3 separate regions of the Mus musculus genome follow, and regions 1 and 2 are each linked to region 3. A link is a contact called in public promoter capture Hi-C data. All regions are on one chromosome and are shown on one strand. The core of a region is the stretch at or near the end of the contact, and the rest is flanking DNA. Distances in the headings are between cores, read along the strand shown. Region 1 has its middle 48 kb from the start of Pgrmc1. Region 2 holds the start of Lonrf3 (LON peptidase N-terminal domain and ring finger 3). Region 3 holds the start of Rpl39 (ribosomal protein L39).

The links. Promoter capture Hi-C pulls out the DNA fragments that hold promoters and counts their contacts. Capture Hi-C pulls out chosen DNA fragments and counts their contacts.
Region 1: a promoter capture Hi-C map of 3T3-L1-derived adipocytes shows a contact between it and region 3, with 6 times the contacts expected there. The contact joins the enhancer-like site here to the promoter of Rpl39 in region 3. A contact is called at or near these places in 6 of 39 promoter capture datasets (the 3T3-L1 cell line, 3T3-L1-derived adipocytes, the HPC-7 cell line and 3 more).
Region 2: a contact with region 3 is called in a promoter capture Hi-C map of adipose tissue, with 3 times the contacts expected there. The contact joins the promoter of Lonrf3 here to the promoter of Rpl39 in region 3. A contact is called at or near these places in 1 of 39 promoter capture datasets (liver) and 1 of 9 other capture datasets (adipose tissue).

The regions. Positions count from the first base shown.
Region 1 is chrX:36,548,483-36,552,647 of GRCm38.p6, forward strand. No RefSeq gene overlaps it. Among named protein-coding and RNA genes, the nearest start is that of Pgrmc1, 48 kb to the right of the region's middle. Within about 2 kb of position 2,614, at least 113 of the 459 cell types and tissues checked have an H3K27ac peak or open chromatin away from gene starts, as enhancers often do.
Region 2 is chrX:36,326,208-36,330,530 of GRCm38.p6, forward strand. It overlaps Lonrf3 (LON peptidase N-terminal domain and ring finger 3), which reads left to right and starts at 2,202. Exons shown (of 11, transcript NM_028894.1): 1 at 2,202-3,192. The coding sequence starts at 2,373.
Region 3 is chrX:37,083,420-37,088,230 of GRCm38.p6, forward strand. Rpl39 (ribosomal protein L39) reads right to left here and starts at 1,803. Exons shown (of 3, transcript NM_026055.2): 1 at 1,706-1,803; 2 at 566-669. The coding sequence starts at 1,708.

The sequences.
Region 1 (4,165 bases), core at 1,364-3,863, 530 kb before region 3:
AATGAGTCAGTTCGAGTCAGATAAGATTATATAAAAGGCAGGTTTATTGGGAAGTCGCTTTCAGACGAGTTCACTGCCCCTAAGAAGGAAGGAGAGAGGGAGAAGCAACATGTCTGAATTATATAGTGAAGAGCCTCTGAGGGCAGCCCAGTCCCTGGGCTGGAAAATTCAGAGTTGGGGGCAGGGTATTCCAGGTAGGGACTGAGGGATGCTGGAAGAACCTGGAGGCCTCGTCTGCTTTGGTGTGTAAAATATGCACCTCAGCCCCTTGTCCTGGTCTGAAATGAAAAACTTTTTACCCTCCTGGTGGAAGGGCAACATAATGACCAGGTCTGATTTCGAAAAGAAGGCCATAGGCACCAGCTCCACGAATGGAACATAAAATCCAGAACAAGATCATACAACCCTCTCCCAAAGAACAGCCTGGGGGATAAGCACAGAAAATGGGGAAATATCTTATCCCTGGATAGGTCATCTGTGCTGGGCAGTCCTACCTCATCCCGTAGTTAAACATTCATGACATAGGAATGCAGATCACTGACCACCTGGCACAAGGCAATCAGAAGCCGACCCCTGTGACCTCCCCAGCACCTACCAATCAAATTTTAGTTTACCTAACCCACGCTCTAAATACAGAAGAACTAACATAGTAGCCAAAGTTATAAGAATGTATACAAATATATACTATAATATATACTAATTTTAGCCACTACCAATCACATTGGAGATTACCTAATCCTTCTAGAGAGTTCCCCTGGTTCCCTATAAGAAGGTCTGTGTGCCTTTGTCAGCCCCCTCCCCCATTTTGGAGAATGGTTCACACACACACACACACACACACACACACACACACACACACACCCCATGTGGATATTTCTGCAGAACAGAGGTTCTTTGTCTTTGCATACTGAGTCTGGGGTCTTCCTTCTGCGGTTTTCAGACCCTTACACTGGCCTCTTGGGCTCCTTTCCTCTCTTCCCTCCCTCCTCTCCTCACATGATCATCCTCAGTGTCATGTCCACTCTGGACTCTCAAACATCTCTGGGTCTCTGCTCTCTCTCTCTCTCTCTCTCTCTCTCTCTCTCTCTCTCTCTCTCTCTCATCTACAATAAAAAATGTTCTCCTCCACCATACCTAGTGTTAGCATTCTATCTAACCTCCACCCCACAGTTACCTGGCAACAGCCAGATAGGCCTGGCCACTATGAAAGGGGCTGTTTACCCCCTCCTCTCTCTCTCTTACTCCTGCTTCTCTCCCTTGCCTCTTGCCCTGTTGCTCCCTCTCTCCCCCCATTCCCTTCCCCCTCTCTCTACGTGGTCATGGCCGGCCTCTACTTCTCTACTCTCTCCCTCTCTCTGCCTTTCTCTGCCTCTACTACTCTCTTAATTTCCCTCCATGCCCAGAATAAACTCTATTCTATACTATACAGTCCTGTGGCTGGTCCCGCAGGGGGTAAGGGATGCCTCCGCATGGGCACGCCGAGAAATTCCCTTCTCCCATACCTCAACCACACCCCCACAGAACAAATCTTAATATTCCTTTATCTTTTTATAAACATATCACCTAGGAGCATTCATGGCTTGCCTTTCTCTCTTTCTTTCATTCTTTATATATTTACTTATTTTTATTTATTATTTAATCCATCTGGTGCCAAAACCCAGGATCAGTCATGCCCTTTCTTTTTTAATTTCTTTTTTTTTTTTCATTCAATGATTGCTCCTGCATATGGTGGAACAGAAGGTTTATTGTAGGTAAAAGGGCAGAGACATCTGGAAGAGTCCAGAGTGGACATGGACCCTGAACCATGTGAGGAGAGCAGAAGGGGACCGGGGAGCGGCAGGAGAGTAAAGGGTAGACTAAAGACCTAGGTAACCAAAATGGTTGCATTTTATATGGAAGGGCAGCCGGGAAAATGCAGTCCAGCTCCTGAACTGGAGAAGTTTAGGGTAGCCGGTGGGACACAGAAGCCAGGAGTGCCCTGGAACAAGTAGGGACTGAAGGATGCTGGGAGAACCTGGAACCAGGTCTGCTTTGATATATTAAATAGGCACCTCCAGTTAGTCCTCACAACAAAACATTACTCAGAAACATCTTGTGAGGCCTGGTAGGGGAAAAAGGATTTCTCACCTTGACTAATGAATATCCTCTCTCTTTTTAATTTTTAATTTTTATTTTTATGTAGCTGCCATGTGAGTGTGTGCTGGGAATTGAACTCAGGACCTCTGGAAGAGGAGCTAGAGTTCTTAACTGCTGAGCCATCTCTCTAGCCCTTATCTCTCCTTTTCTATCCCTTGCTCCTCACCATACCAGCAAAGCATGCAGCTAGACAGATGAGACCTGCCCAGGGCTCACAAAATAAATAAGCTCACGACCCAGTTGGGACCAGGCATTTCCCACATCAAATAGTGCCCAAAGAAGGAAGCTACGACATGCAGAATGTAGCCTTCTTCTATTCTGACCCGGAGCCTTTTTCCATAGCAAGGCCTCTCAAGTTCCTTCCACAGGAAAATGAAAGAGCTTAAGAGTCGAAAAACGGGTCCCTAGCACCTCCTAAAAGCTTTCCCCTTTCTGAGGCCTCTCACCAGCAGGCAAGAGGCTTTGACTGGGGAAGAAGGAAAGCAGCTGCAGAGAGGGCCTTGGACAGGCAGCTGTTTCACTCCCTCCCCTAATCCCTTATTCCCCAAATGAGGGAGCTGTTGCCAGAATAAAAAAAATAAAAAAAAAAAGGCTTGGCAGATTTGATGTGCTGCTTGAGACCGCTTCCTGCCCTCTCAACTCTGAAGGCTCAGCAACCTATTTAAAGACAGAGAAACCAGTTTGGGTTTGGGTATCTCCCTGGGCAAGCAATGCCTCTCAGGGGAAACTTCTCCCTCTCCGAAGCCTTCTCGGGCCTTGCTTCAAGGCTGTTTTTAGAGTAGCAGCAAGGAACAAGGAGGGAAATTAGTTGTTCTTGTGTATCCTGAAGGCTCAGAATGTCCTTGAACATTCCCCACAACCCGCCCCACCTCCACCCCCCTGAGACGGAAGAAAGCCAAATTCGGGTCTCCCTAGAAGGCAGCCCTCTGTGCCCCACTCCTAGCCCTGCTGGCTCACATGTCTCTCTTCTGCTGCCCCCACCAGAGCTCTGAGTTAAAATTGGAATGTGGAAATGAAAAGTGCGCTTGGAAGAGGAACACTAAAAGCCATTTGCTTGGATGTATTCATCATTTGCTGGATGCCAACTTGGAAAACAGAGCAGAGCTCTGAGGCCATGCCATGAAGGTTTGGATAGGGGTGGGACGATTGCATGAAGGCGCTTAAACACCCTGCCCTTAAAGTCAGGAAGTCACTGGGCTAGCCCTGAATAAATGAATGCCCTTTCTGTATTTAGCCCCAGGTTCCAGGGACCACAAATCCTCTTTGGTTTTGGTTTTGTTTTTTCCCTAGAGTGAGTGGATAGAGAGCTCCCAGGGAGGGCATGAGGCAAAACTGTTTGTTCAGGCAGGGGTGGGGAGGTGGTGGGGAGTGGGGGGATACATGGGGGTGCTGTTTCCAGTCAACGTATCGGATCTCTATGATCATATCACGCTTCACTCATTAGTCATTCCTTCACTAATAAGATTTATTTGCTGGCTCTCTTGTGCTGGACACTGGAGATACAGTAGTGCTGTTCTGGCTAGCAAAGAAGAAGAAGAAAAAAACCAAAGGGAAGGGGCAGGGGTCCTCCTTGTGGAAGAGGTTTAAGAAAGGTCTCTCATTCCCAAGATGTCACACTGTAAGACTTACTGCTCAAGAATCTACAGATGCTTTCCAGTACTGCTGCCAAACCGAAAGTCGGAACAGTGGCCTGGAAAAACTGCCAACATTTAGCAGACATACAAGACTCAAAAAACGGGTCCCTAGCACCTCCTAAAAGCTTTTCCCTTTCTGAGGCCTCTCACCAGCAGGCAAGGGGGTTTGACTGGAGAAGGAGGAAAGGGCCTGCAGAGAGGCCTCTTGGACAGGCAGCTGTTTCAGTGGAGGTCCCTAATCCCTATTCCCTAGCCCTCCATAAACTCCTCCCTGCCTTAAAGGCACAGTACTTTAGGACTACTCCGCTCGACTTTTTTTTTTTTTTTTTTTCTGAGCAATTACAAAACATAGACTGTTTTAGGCGGGGCTAGAGATTCAAGAGTGAACTCCACAG
Region 2 (4,323 bases), core at 952-3,451, 760 kb before region 3:
TTCTTGTTACCGGTGTCATGGTCCTTTCAAATGAATCTCTTCATGCCCTGCAGATTGTCCTTCTTTATAGGTATCAGAAGTGGTAGACATATAACTAGTTCTGGGAATTCCATTTGATAGCAGAGTAAACTAAGGAGTGAAATGATTGTCCCAGCTCCAGATAGCAAGCCACCAGAAACTGCAGCTTCTTCTCTACTGACTTTTCTCCACCTCCTCCATCTCCTGGTCAGTCTCCTGATGGGCTCCCTAGCTTCAGAATCATGATAGAGGATAGCCTTTGGAGCCCCGTGCTCCTCTGTAGCTGCTGCTGAATTCAGTCTTTAGCCCCAAGCATGCCCCACCTCCCCAAACCTGCCATGGAATATGGAATAGTTATTTGAGATTCAGTAGTTAACGCCTGAAATCTGGTTTTAGGATCAAGAATACTCAAGGTTAGGGCTGGAGGAAACTTTAGGACCCCAAGGATTTGTTCAGCAAAGCCAAAGCTAGACCAAGTTTTCCTGTGTTGTTTTCCTGCCTTCCTGATTGAATCCTGAGCCTTTCTTTTCTTGCTCTCTTTCTAGTCTATGAACTGCCTCCCTTCTCTACTCTGTCCCTCCGTGTCCTGTCTGACCGGGGGGGGGGGGGGCTGCCCTGAAGTGTGCTGCACATTGTCTATACTTATTCTCCAGGATCTTGGTGTTTGTTGGCTTAAGGCTGGATTAAGGACCTCAATGCTGGCAAAGAGTCTATCATTCCAGCTCTGAAACAAGACTTAATCCCAGCTAAAACCATCCCAGACATTTGTTTAGAAGTGAAAATAATAGGTTTAGATGATATTGCCCAAGACCCCCCAGCTAAATGACCACAGCAGGAGGCAACTTGGAGACACTCAGCTTGGAATCTTAATTTGAGCACTCTCCAGGACCTGTAGGCGCGGGAGGGAGGAGGAAGACAATTGAGAGCAAGCCTGACTGAACTCAGCCTTCCTTCTTGAAGCAGTCTATCCTGAAGTGGGGTACTCCAGAACCCTGCCGGTTCATTTTGTTCATGGCTCTTGTCTGAAATGCAAAGGCCAGCAGTAAACAAATCCTTGTGTAGTTTGTGAGCAGTCTGGCATTTTTTTAAGGGGTGCCTGGTTGGGAATTTCCCGCCCCACTCCTCAGCCCAAGCCAGGCACTACAACTTGTGTTCAACCTAGCGCAAGGGCACAAACCCTAAGGTTAGGCACGGCCTGCCAGAAGTCAGCTTCTGTGAACCTGGAGGCTGTTTAGCAGCTGGGCTGTGACTGAATTCTCTGATTTTTTTTTCTGGATTTGCTGTCTTGGGCTTGTATCTTCCCTCTGCTTCCCTCACGCTCCCCCCCCGCCCCCCCCCCCGAGTTTACAGCGAACTCAGCAAACTCAGCTCTCAAGGTGGTGCCCATCTGGTCTCTGGGTCCTGGAGCCAGTGAATCTCCAGGGGGGTGCCCGCTCCAGCACTGGTCCCTGAGTTGGGGGTGGGAGGGAAGAGGAGGAGAACCGGAGGGCGCCTCCCTGGGGTCCCAATGAGCAATCTAATATAGGATTATAAGATGTGCGTTCTTCCCTTGCTGCCCAGCACGGACTGCCTAACTTGTTTTATCCGCTGGACCATTTGCTCATGATTCGCTGTCTTGGTAAGAAACAAAGAACTCTCCTAAAACTGCACTAAGTCTCTTTTGGGGGAATCCCTCAGGAAACCCAGGAGCTTCAGCAGGGGCACTTAACGCTCTTCTAGGGAACAAATGAGGACTTCTTGGGTGTCCCTAGGTGCCTTTGCAGACATCAGCCATCGCCCCCTGGAGGGGAGCCTGGCATTCCAGCAACTTCTGTGACTGGAGCCGATAGGGACCGGCCTCTCTCGGGCGGGGGGACTCCAACAAGCGGCTGGCAGAGCGGACCTGTTTGCAGACTACTTTTGAGGTGGGATGGCAAAGAGTTTAGAGCTGGAAAAGCGTGGAAGAAGAGGTTGTGTACCTCTCCCCAGTCCAGAAAGGACCCAAAATCACAAGTGAGAAAGAAAGAGTAAATGCAAACAACCTCAAAAAACAAGCCAAGAAAAGCCAAGCCAAAAGAAGCAAGCGCAAAGCTGTTACAAAACTGTCTGGTTTTGTAACAATTTCCCCGCTGCCGGCCAATGAGCAGCGTGGTAGGAGTCACGTGGTTGCGTTTTATATAACGCTTCGCTGAGACAAGACAGTTATTAGGCAGCGCGGGGCAGCCGGCATGGAGCTCGGGAGGCGAGGCAGACTCGCGCGCGCGGCGATCCCGCCTTCTCGCTCGCGCAGCCCGCTCCCAGCCGCCGCTCTTTCCTGCTAGTTCCCTGTTCCTAGACGCCTCTCCTCACTCCAACCTCCGCAGTTCCTTCTCTCAATGGATTCCCTTCAGACCGCACAGATGGTGAGCTTGTCCGCCGAGCTCGGCAGCAACAACTTGGAGCTGGCGGAGCCGGAGGAGCCGGGGACATCAGCGGCCGCAGGGCAGTCAGCCGCCCACCCGGAGGAGGTGACACCCGAGGGCTCCCAAGCTCTCGGGGCTCAAGAGCCCGAGCAAAGCCTGCCTCTGGCGGTCCCGACACCGCTGGAGTGCAAAGTCCTGCTCACGCAGGCGGATGCCTTGGCATCTGAGGGGCACCTTCGGGAAGCCCTCGAGGTGTACCGACAGCTCTCCGAGAGGCAGCAGCTCGTAGCGGAGCAGCTGGAGCAGCTAGTGCGCTGCTTGGCCGACAGTGTCCCGCAAGAGGAGCTGGCCTCCGACTCGAGCGGCACTTCGAGCTGCTGCGCCGCGGCGCTGAAAGAGGCAGGGGAGGCCGCGGCCGTGGCCCCCGAGGTATGGGATGGCTTTAAGTGCAAGAAGTGTCACGGGTTTCTCTCAGACCCGGTGTCCCTGTGGTGCGGCCACACCTTTTGTAAACTGTGCCTGGAGCGCGGGCGAGCCGCCGATCGGCGCTGCGCTCTGTGCGGGGTCAAGCTCTCCGCTCTGATGGCGGCCAGTGGGAGGGCACGCGGGCCGCGGCGCGCGGGGCAGCCGGCGCCCCTGCAACTGCGAGTTAACGTGGTACTCAGCGGCCTCCTGGGCAAGTTGTTCCCGGGCCCCGCGCGGGCGTCGCAACTCCGGCACGAGGGCAACCGGCTGTTCCGCGAGCACCAGGTGGAGGCAGCTCTGCTCAAGTACAACGAGGCTGTTCGTCTAGGTGAGTCCCCCCCACCCCCCATGCGCCGCCACAGGGGCCGTGCGGGCTTGCTCGCCACGCGAGGGGGGCGGGGGAGCGATCCCTGCTGGGAGGCGGGGGCGGGGGGACGGACCGGACTGATTTGGTTTCGCGCGCGCGCGCGCGCGCGCGGGCTGGGGGGTGGGGTGGCGAGGGAAGAGCCCGTGGCCCACGAGGAGGAGGGAGGGGGCATTGCAAGGAGTTTGTCTTCCCTACTTTAGCTTTTTTTTAAAAGCTGTGTCTCAGTCTTCTGATTGGTCCTATAGCTTTTTTTTTCTTTTCTCGTGCTCTTTCCCTCTCTCCTGCTTGCTTTCCTGCTCCTATACCTCCTGGTTCCAGTTTCTTAGTTTATCCCGTTCGTCTCTTTTTTGCGCATTTTTTTTCTCAGTTTTGTCGCTGTTTCGGTCTTGCTCAGTGTCACTGTCTCTAGTTCACGGTCTTTCCTGGACACTTTGGAGCTCGCTCTTACACCTGCCGGTACCTCCCCTATCAGCAGAAGAACTTGGCACTATTTTCCAAACTCCCGCGCGGTCCTCCTGGCTTTTACCAACCGGAGGTGGCTTGCGGGCGCCTGAGTCCGTGGCTCCCGCCTCTGGGAGTTGTCCCTTCCGGGGCCGAGGCTCCCTGTGGGGTGGGTCCCGCCTGGAATTAGGTCAGGAGAGCACTGGTTGCATAAGGCCCTCGAGCCAGCCCGGGCCGGCGGCCCCTCCCCCGCGCGGGCGGGCGGGCAGGCAAGCGGGCGGGCGGGCGGGCGGGGATTGTGTAACGCTGAGGTAACTGAAGTGGGCCACGCTCGCCTCAGAAACCATCCCGCGAGCGTGTGCGGGGGGCGGAGGGGGGGGGGGCTCGCTCCCCGCTGCCCTGTGACTCATTGTCACCGTTTCCTATCACACGATTCCTTGGCTGAAATAGATGCACTTGCCCCGCCCCCTCCACCCGCTGCAGTTAGACAGCCAGTTCCCCGACATCGAACCCTTTGACCCCTCTAACCCAATGAATGGCAGGACTAGGCAACTGCTCGGGATCCCCCCCCCCCAAGGCAACAAGGGACTGATCACAAAGGGGCCATGCCTCTGTTTAACCTGCTCCAAGAGTTGCCCAAGAGAGTGGGCT
Region 3 (4,811 bases), core at 553-3,052:
TACTAATCCCAAAACTGGGCAATGCTTATCTTTAATCCCAGCATGTTGGGAAAAACCAATTCCCACCAACTGTCCTCTGACCACATGTGGGCCTGCATCCCCCACACCACAGAAAGAACTCAGAAAGGCGCTTCCCTTGCCTGGGGGAGACCCTGGGTTCGATCCCTTCCACCTCTCTCAAAGACCCAGCTGGTCCTGAGCTCAACTCTGGTTGCAGGAAAGAACACTCCTGCCAGAATAGTCAAATCCCTTGAAGCCTTCCTAGGGAAATTAGGAAGCATTTATAAAAGGTTTGTGGAGGGATTTCGGGGGCTAAGTAAGCTAGTCACTACCAAGGAGCCTCATGACCTGAGCTAGAGCCCCAAGACCCATTTGATGAATGGAGAAGTGTTTCCTCCCAGTTCTCAACCCCGTGCTCCCAACCCAAACAAAAGGAAAAACATTTCAAAAGGGAGTCCCCAGCACACTAATTGACTGGGGTGGACCGTACTTTGCAACTGTGTATCTCCATGCCCAAAGTTACTTAAAACATAACGATTTCCAAGCCGGACAAGAGAAGGCTTACCTGATTTTGTTACCAGTTTTCATCCGGATCCACTGAGGAATAGGGCGATTTTGCTTTTGTTTCTTGGCCAGGAATCGCTTGATTCGGAAAGTCTTGTGAGAAGACTACGAGGAGATGCAACCAGCTTAGTGACACCACAGCCTAGTCTCTTGATTCAGTCACAAATTCCAACAAACTAACATCAGGCCTGCAGAACATACACCCAGGAAAAGCTCCCCGACCTCGAACCACCAAGTCCTTTATCCTCATCACTTCTCTGGAGGAAGAGTTAATGGCTTAAACATGGCTCATAATCAGCACCAAGTTTCTAAGCCCAGGTCCTGTCTGACCTATAAACTGGCTGTCTGCTGGGCTCCAGCGATGAAACACGGAATAGCTGGAGTAGGAGAGGAAACGGACTTACTGGAACAAGGATGGCTTGAGGTTAGGCAAACCCTGGCCAGTTTTAAGTCAATGACACTAGGTACTGTACTCTGTAAGTCTTATCTACCTCCAAGTGACATTGCTGGCTAACCTAAGATTACGGAGCCCTAGACACTCCGTAGGCAAACACCATTACATAAAAAAATGCAACGAAGGCCAAGCGCACTCGTCCCCCTAGACCAGTTGGAGGTTTTATTTAACAAATTCAGATACTAAACCCACTTTGTACCTAGACGCCCATAAGCATAATCTTGCCAGTAGGCAATGACTGATGCGCTGTTAGCAGACGCCTCCAAGGAGTGACGCGCTAACTTCTGAAGGGATCTCAAAGTTCTGTTAACCCTTACTGTGGACATCTCGCTGTGCAAATGGCGATTCATGCTCTTCGATCAGGGACAATCTAAGAGTGGTCCCAAGCCTCTCGTTCTGCCCCCCCCCCATCATGAAGATCACCGTCAGCCCCAGGCTATATGAAACAAGAATACTTTGCACCCCTTGCCAGGCTGCAGGAAGAGCGTTCTCATCCTGCAAGGGTAAATGGACTTGATAATTTCATGCCGCGCCCACAGGCCGATAGGTGTCCCAGCTCCAAAAACGAACACTAAAACCCTGAAAAATACACCCAGCCCTCAATGCTGCGCATGTCTGCCACAAAGGCACAGCGGTCTGTGGCCTCAGGAAAGCCGCTGAGGGACGGATGGCGGCCGATAGTCTTACCATGGCGAGAAGCCGAATCAAGAATAGCGCGCACGATGGCGGAGGAATGGAGAAGAGAAAGGCCGGGACCGGAAGAACGCGATTAGAAGAAGTCGCTAGAGGCGGAGCTTAGGGGGGGATGGATGACTCGCAGCGTCCTCCCTAGCTCCACCCCTGCGCTCCCATGGGGCCGTGGGAACCCAAACCGGTTTATAGAGAACGTAATTCCGAGGCCTCCGCGTCCATGCCTGTTCCTGCAGGTGATCATCATTGTGCTGAGGGCCACAGCCTTGGTGGCCATGGTAGGTGGCCTTTGAGAAGTAACCAAGTAAACCCTTAGCAAACACCTGGAAACGGAGTAGGCGGGACCAACTCTGAGGAGGGCGGGAAAAGGCCTACATCACTTCCAGAGCTGCAACTCCCCCCGCTTCTGCGAGAGGGGCGGGGCTTAGGGTTGGCGATGCACCCTGGAAGGGAGGAAGATGGGGCTGCAGACATCTTTTAATGACTAACTTCACTATTATAGAGAATCCAAGTTCCATTCACAGCACCCATATCAGGCAGCTTACAACCCTCCAGCTCTAGGGGGTAACATGTCTCTGACTTCCAGGGGCACCTACACTTATGATTTACAGGTACACGTCCCCATGTAAACACACACGGACCCATTATCAATAGTACCTAAAAATACTTGATTAAAAGGGAGGCGGAGCTAGAGAGATGGCTCAGCGGTTACGAGCACCATCTGCTCTTCCCGAGGTCCTGAGTTCAGTTCCCAGCAACCACATGGTGGTTCACAACCATCTGTAGTGAATAACTACAGTGTGCTCATATAAATAAAATAAATATGTAAATCTTAAGAAAAAAAAAAGGCGCCGGAAAGTGGTGGTGCACGCCTTTAATCCCAGCACTTGGGAGGCAGACAGACCTCTGAGTTTGAGACCATCCTGGTTTACTCACACGAGTTCCAGGACAGCCAAAGATACACAGAGAAACTCTGTCTCCGGTGGGGTAAAAATCCCATATACCAGGGCCAGGGGAATCGTTAGTAGATAAAAGCACCAGTTACGCAATCCTGCCAACTTATAGTTCAAGTCCCAAAAAGTGAAGATACAGGGCGTGGTGGCCTACACTTTTAATCTTAGCACTTGAAGCAGAAGGATCAATATCTCTGAGCTCAAGGCCAGCCTAGTCTATATACTGAGCTTCCAGCCAGTCAGGATTACTACATATAGACCCTGTCGCTAAATAAATAAATAAATAAATAAGTACTCCTATGTATCTGCAACCCTAAGATTCCTACCGCACAATAGAAGGTGGAGACAGGAGAGAAAGTCCTGGAAGATTGAGGGCCAGCTAGCCTGGAGTATTTAACACAGCAACAGAAACAAGGCAAACCCTGTCTCAAAAAGGTGGAAGGTAAGAACTACTTCTCTTTGACATCTGCTCAACTGCTGTGTAAATAAAACAGAAAGTCAGGTATAGTTGTGTACCCCTATGAGGTCCCTATGAGGCAGACGCCAGAAGATCATAAATTGTGAGCTAGCCTAGGTTATATATTGAGACCTTACTTCTAAAAGGTAAACTATAGAAAGAGCACATCATAGAACAACAAGAAGCTGAAAACTAAAGATAATACCTGTGGATATCATAAAAAGTTAAAGATTCCTTTTATCAGTGCCAACTTATTCTCAGAACTACCTTGTGTATGTCGTTCCGGGGGAGGGGATGAGATTGTGATGTGAAAGGCTGAGGACCACGTGAGTCCCCAAGCAGCCTGCCTCTTCTTCCCTTCCTCACAGATACCTAACACACACTGCACTCAGCTCTGGACTTTCTCCTGATTTCCATAGCTTCACTTCTCCCAGCAGAGCAGCTAGTTCCTCATGGCTACAAGCAACCTGAGAGCTCCTGTGGTGGCCAGTGCTGTATGAGTGGTGCCCAGTGCCGCCGTAGGATCAGTGCTCAGTAAAGGATCAGACCCATGGCCATCCTGATTACTATGATGATGGCCCTACACCACCATTCCCAGTTTAGATTCTAAGCCTTTATTTTTTTTAATGTGCTTCTAGCTGGGCAGTGGTGGCGCATGCCTTTAATCCCAGCATTTGGGAGGCAGAGGCAGGCAGATTTCTGAGTTCAAGGCCAGCCTGGTCTACAGAGTAAGTTCCAGGAAAGCCAAGGCTGTTGAACTCAGAAATTCCAGAGGCTGAAGCAGGAAATCCTGTTATTCAAACAGCCAAGACTACAGAATGAGACTCTGTGTACATACATACCATACATACATACATACATACATACATCTCTATCTCTTTCTTTTTTATTTATTTATTTATTTATTTATTTATTTATTTATTTATTTGGTTTTTCGAGACAGGGTTTCTCTATATAGCCCTGGCTGTCCTGGAGCTCACTTTGTAGACCAGGCTGGCCTCGAACTCAGAAATCCGCCTGCCTCTGCCTCCCGAGTGCTGGGATTAAAGGCGTGTGCCACCACGCCTGGCTCTCTATCTCTTTCTTTTCTTTTTTCTTTTTCGTTTTGGTTTGTTTTTCGAGACAGTGTTTCTCTGTGTAGCCCTGGCTGTCCTGCCATAAAAAATCTAAATCTGGCCCGGTGTGGTGGTGCAAGCCTTTAATCCCAGCACTTGGGAGGCAGAGGCAGGCAGATTTCTGAGTTCGAGGACAGCCTGGTCTACAAAGTGAGTTCCAGGACAGCTGGGGTTATTAAGAGAAACCCTGTCTCAAACAACAACAACAACAAAACAAAAAAAAATCTGTGCCTGAAGAAACAAATGTAATGAACACCACCCCCCCCCGCCCCCATGATTTATAATCTTAGTTCAGTGTGTGTCTCTGTGTATGTATGTGTGTGTTGCTAGGGATGGAACCCAGGGTTGTATACATGTAATAAAAAGCACTCTACCATTGAGACGCACACCCAGCTCCTATGAGTTTATTCTAAGTTGTTGATTTGGTTTTTGTCTTACAATGTAGTTCTGGTGGACTTCAAACTCACTATATATAGCCCAAGTTGGCCTTAAACTTACAGTTATCCTCCTGCATCAGCCTCTTGAGTACCAAGCATTATAGACAATAATCTACCATGCCTGGCTCCTATAGGTTTATT